Linked DNA regions of Mus musculus: region 1 is linked to region 2. Evidence: chromatin contacts called from public promoter capture Hi-C data. All regions are on one chromosome and are shown on one strand. The core of a region is the stretch at or near the end of the contact, and the rest is flanking DNA. Distances in the headings are between cores, read along the strand shown. Region 1 has its middle 23 kb from the start of Nfam1. Region 2 holds the start of Ttll1 (tubulin tyrosine ligase-like 1).

The links. Promoter capture Hi-C pulls out the DNA fragments that hold promoters and counts their contacts.
Region 1: a contact with region 2 is called in a promoter capture Hi-C map of hippocampal neurons, with 4 times the contacts expected there. The contact joins the enhancer-like site here to the promoter of Ttll1 in region 2. A contact is called at or near these places in 5 of 39 promoter capture datasets (the 3T3-L1 cell line, the HPC-7 cell line, hippocampal neurons and 1 more), 3 of 484 Hi-C or Micro-C datasets (cerebellum, cortical neurons and embryonic stem cells) and 1 of 115 datasets of contacts at active chromatin or transcription factors (pancreatic cancer cells).

What each region holds. Positions count from the first base shown.
Region 1 is chr15:83,055,415-83,058,114 of GRCm38.p6, reverse strand. No RefSeq gene overlaps it. Among named protein-coding and RNA genes, the nearest start is that of Nfam1, 23 kb to the right of the region's middle. Within about 2 kb of position 1,289, at least 89 of the 459 cell types and tissues checked have an H3K27ac peak or open chromatin away from gene starts, as enhancers often do. A contact at or near this core is called in cerebellum, cortical neurons and hippocampal neurons, where this site is marked.
Region 2 is chr15:83,509,559-83,512,258 of GRCm38.p6, reverse strand. Ttll1 (tubulin tyrosine ligase-like 1) reads left to right here and starts at 1,352. Exons shown (of 12, transcript NM_178869.4): 1 at 1,352-1,525.

The sequences.
Region 1 (2,700 bases), core at 40-2,539, 450 kb after region 2:
CATCATGCCCCGTCCTTATCAAAGCTGTTCTCAGAAAACTTCCCTGTAGAATGTTCTGGAGTTGGCTGTGGGCACACAGCTTTGTAAATGTACTTAAAAAAAAATTAAATTGTATACTTTAAGTAGTCACGTTTTACAGTTAAATCTTCATAAGGCTATTCCCGGCTCCCTCTTCCTTTCCTTTATGAGAAGGGGAGTCACACTGGTCTCAGACTTGTCACTCAGTCTCAGTCTCCAAAATGATGGGATTACAGGTATTGCTGCCCCCTGGTTTGTTCACTTAATTAAAAAAAATTATGTGTATGGGTATTTTGCCTGCATGTATGTTTATGCGTTACATGCATGCAGTGCTAACAGAGGCCAGAAGAGGGCGTCAGAGCCCCTGAAATGGGAGTTACAGGTGGCTGGGAGCCATGTGGGTGCCGGGAATCAAACGGTCTTCTGTTAAGAACACCCCGCATTCTTAACCCCGGCGCCATCTCTCCAGCCCACCAGTTTACTTTTTAAGTACAAGAGAATTGTAGGGCAACAACCCTGTGCTGGGCTGTCATATCAAACGTCTCCAGTTCACTGCCCTGTTTTGCGGCATCTATGACTTGCACCGCCTTTCCTAACTGGGACATCCCTACTGCAGCCTCCTGCCAGCTAGTTCCTGGCTGTTCTCAAGGCTGAGTTTCTAACTTTGTCTTTACTGGCTATTTACCTCTGTCGCTGCTACAGTCACAGCTGTACTGACCCATCAGTTTGTCAGGTGTCTCTGGCTCTATCTCTGCAGCAACCGGGGCTGGCTTGGTGCCTAGCCCCTCCACATTTGACTTTACCCATCCCCCTATTGATTCTTGGGCCCTCTATAGCCAATGAGAATATATATAGTCCACACTAGGCTCATGGAGACTTCAGAAGTATGGTTATAGCTCCGCCCTCCCCGCCCCCCATTTAGCTTTTTCTTAACCTCTGAATTAACAATTAGCAATTTAGCAAGAACCACCTTCCTTGTCTTTCCAGAATGCTGCTTCTACCTTTGGGGGGTGGGGAGGGGTGAATAGACAAGGGGACTACATGTTCTCACAGAATGAGAGAGGAAAAGGCCAATTAACATTCAGCTAAGAGAGAGCATGATTTCTCCTATCAGCAATAAAAACTGACAGCTCTATCAGAAAATGAGCCGGGGGAGCCACAAAGCCTGGCAAGGCAGGGCGCCTGCAGCCCCAGCAGGAGTGATGAAGATGGCTGAGGGCAGGAACCGCTGCTGGGAGTCAGGGAACCACCAAAGGAAGCGCCTGGGGAGCCCAGCGGCTGCCACTCGGCTCCCGCTTTTGATCCCGCCCCAGGCAAGAAGAGCAGTGCTGCGCAGGCTTTATCCCTGTGACTCGGAGCTGCCACTCTCCCGCCGGCCTCTCCCCACGCACTCGTTTCCCCCTAACCTTATCATAAAAGGAGGCCACGTGGTGTCTATTTATGGCAGCGCGGTGGTCCGGGGAGAGGAGGCTCGCGGTGTGCCAATTCTGAGAGCTGGTGGAATTGCTCCGGTCCTTCGGAGCTTGCCATGCGGTGAAAGAATAAACGATGTGGGGGCAGGGCCGTGACTCCCACTGCACCTCCAGCTGACATCCAAGTCCCTTCCTCAGAGCCTCCGGGGTGATTTGTGTTATCAATCAGAGCTGCTGAACAGATCGGGCCTCCTAGAGCCCTAGAGCAAGAACCGAGCCGTGAGATGAGAGGAGGGTGGGTATGGGGGGGGGGGCACCCTCATTTGGCTTGAAAGAGAAGATCGGTCCCTTTACAAAACTACATTTCTACTTGATGCTTAAGTAGAATGGCTTTTAAAAACGGAAAGAGAGGACGCCAGCGAGAGAGGGAAGCTGCAGTGGTCTAGGGGCTGGCGAGATGGCTCAATGGACAAAGGGTCTTGCGGCCCATGCCGAGCTAGAGGACCTAAATATGAGCCCACCCTCATGACAGGAGGAGAGAATTGATTCCTGAAAGTATTTTGTCCTTCACAGGATCTCACCCTCCCTCCCTTCTCTTTCTCCATCCTTCGCCCCCTCCCTTCCCAGCCCCCCTCCTTTCTCCTGTTCCCCTCCCCCTCCCCCTCCCTCCCACCACCACCACCAAAAAAAAAAAAGTAGTGTAGAGTATATTGCTTGCTTTCATCTTCAGCACAGCAGGGGCAGTTTGGGGCTGCTTGTGCATACTTCTGTATATATGACAATGAAACAGAGGCAGAGGCAGAGGCAGAAATGCCCAGGCATCCTCGGGGCTATCCTGGGCCTATCCTGGACCCCGTTCTTCTGAGAGGTCTTTAGCATCCTGATCAGGCTCAGCAGCACAGATGACAGCTGTGGTGTTCTGGTTAGCTCTCTGTGTGCGTTTATTGAGACAAATGCTCCTCCTGTAGTCTGGGGTGACCTTGAACTCACTGTGTGGCTGAGGATGGCCTGGATGGAGCCTCTCATCTTTTGCCACCTCCCGGGTCCAGCCTGCATGCTTTTGAACTTGAATTTTAATCCAGTCTCACATCTAAAACGATTTCCCTTCTTTTGGGTCTCAGTACAGTAGACATAGAAAGGCGGCAAAGTCGGGGCCTTTCATACTCAAGAACTGGTTCCAGATGAAACCCACAGTAAGTTCAGATCTGCGTGTGGATGCTACGTCCTTGATTTAGGCAGACACATTAGGAGACAGCAATTGGAGCTGGTA
Region 2 (2,700 bases), core at 103-2,602:
AAAACAAAACAAAAAACAAACAAACAAAACAAAACATACCGTCTGGACAAATGCTTCAAATCCTTTGGGAGGGCCCCTTGTTGTCACTACATGCCGAATGAAATGTTCACATTACATTACAACTTCAGAAACACGAGTTAATCGTCATCTCTGATTTCTGGATGGCAAAGTGGAGTGTCAGTAGGAGACAATGGCTAACCCTGCCCCGCACCTGCTTGGCCTCCAGATGCCTAGCTCAGTCTGTCATCTTGTATCCTGTCTTTTTTTTTTTTTTTTTTGGACTTAATTTTCATTTTTAAATTTTATTCGTGTGTGTGTGTGTGTGTGTGTGTGTATGTTTAGCCTACACATATTTCAATGCACCATATGCGCAGTTAACAGAAGGTTGTGAGCCACTATGTGGGTGCTGGGTATTGCCCTTCTTTGGAAGAGAAGTCAGTGCTCTTAACTGCCAAGCCATCTCTCCAGTCCTATTTTTATGTTTTTATCATGCGTGTGTGCACGAATGTTTTTTACATGTGTGCAGGGGCCCATGGAGGCCATTGGCTTCCGGTTTCTGATCCCGAGTTGGAGTTACATGCAGGTGGTTGTGGGGAGCCTGGCATGGGTGCTGGGAACTGAACGTGGGTCCTATGCAATAACACAGCACGTTTTTTTAAACCTCTGAGCCAATTTCCAGATTCTTTTTTTTTTTGGTTTGTTGGTTTTTTTTTTTTTGGTTTGTTTTTTGTTTTTGTTTTTCGAGACAGGGTTTCTCTGTGTAGCCCTGGCTGTCCCGGAACTCACTCTGTAGACCAGGCTGGCTTCGAACTCAGAAATCCGCCTGCTTCTGCCTCCCAAGTGCTGGGATTAAAGGCATGCGCCACCACTACCCGGCTTCACTAATTTCTTAATAACATTTATTGTGTGTGGGCGTGGGGAGGGGGTGCGTTCAACATGGCACACGAGTGGAGATCAAAAGACTACTTGTAGGTATCTGTTCTCTCCATCCATCACATATGTAGGTCCCGGGAGTCGAACTGAGCTGATAAGGCTTGGCTGCAAGCACCTTTATCCGCTGGCCCTGGCCCTTACAACTCTCATTTCTGGCCCTGAAGGGTGCGCGGATAGGATACCTTGCGCTTTCTAGCCTCTAAGCGGTGGATAGATAACTCGCAGAAAAATACCGAGGCAGGAAAGAAGGTGTCACAACCATGGACAGAAAAAATAATCAGGAAGCAGTAGCGCCAGCGGTTTTCGCGTTCTCGGTTGCTAGGACACCTCTCCGGAAGTGGAGTGAGCAAGGCGGACTGGTTGCAGTAGAGAGGACGGGCGGGCGGGGTCTTGTGCGCCGTGGGCGTGGCCGCGCGTGGAGATTGCGCACGCGCAGGCGGGCTTGCCCGTGAAGGATCCGGGCGGTTTAGCTTCTGCTACCCAGTCCGTGTCTCCGCTGCTCAACGTCGTTTTCTCTGTTGATATCCTGGGACTTGCCTTGTGCCTTCAACTGCTGTAATTGCATCATTATCTTTCTTACCGGCTATTCTAGGTAGGCTTTCAGTGCATCCACAGCCTGTATTGTTTGAGGTGGCATCTGTTGGGGGAGGTTGGGGGGCGCCGCACCTGTACGGGGAGCTCAAGGCTGCTCTACTTGCTCCTCTGCAAGACTGCACCGACCCGAGATGTTGCCCTCTTTGTTAGGAGGGGGATCTGGGAGTTGTGGTCCTCTGTGGAGCCCGGGCGGGGTGGGGTGGGGGGGGGGTGTTGCAGGGACTGCGTCCTCAACTGGACGCAGGAAGTATAGCCTTGCAAACCAAGTTGGTCTTGGTAAAACAGGCTTTGTTTGGGAAACACTTAATGAGCATAAAACAGTGATGTCATATGGCGGCACAAAAAGAGAAGCCCTGCTGTGCTGTCAATGAATGGGAGATACTAGTAGACAGCCACTTTAGGTCATGGCACTGTCTACCTACAGTGGTGTGGAGAGGAGTGGAGGTCATGGATGTGCAGTATTATATACTATTTTCTTTATTTAAATAGTCTTCATTATTTAATTTTTAATTATGTGTATATGTTTGTGTCTCAGTGCGCGGGGGTGGGGGTGGGGGTGCACGTGAGTGTAAGTGCTGGTGGAAGCCAGAAGAGGGCGTATGGGAGCTCCTTGGAGCTGGAATTATATACAGAAGGTTGTGTGCTGAGTGCTGAGGACCAAACTTATGTCCTCCGCAAGAGCAGGACTGGGTCTTACAGCTGAGCCATCTCTCCAGCCATTTAGGTCTTATTTTCTTAGAGATAGCTTCCCCCCGCCCCTTTCATTGAAAGCTTGTTGGAAAAGAATATAGATACTGGGAATCCTGGTGTCGTCGTGACGTCACTGACCCTGATTTGTAAAAATGTCAAAGTGTGGGAAGCAGGGACCTTGCTTTCTGAGGCTGGACACAGAAGGGTGATGAGACTCTGGTGAGTTCTCATCTTGCTGTTCCTAGGAAGGCTGCCTTGACTCCTGTCTGCGGCTGTGATCACAGCAGAGGTTGAAGCTCTTTGGAGTACTCCAACAAGCAAGTGTTCTGAGCTGCCCATCTTCCCCCGAGTCGCATTCTGCATGTTCCTAGGAAGCCAGGTCTTTATAGGTGATTGTTGCTGGTTTCTCCACCATGGAGGGCTGGGCTTCCTCTCATTCACTGACTGGCTTGAGTAGCACTTATCTGCTCCTCCACAGAGGGA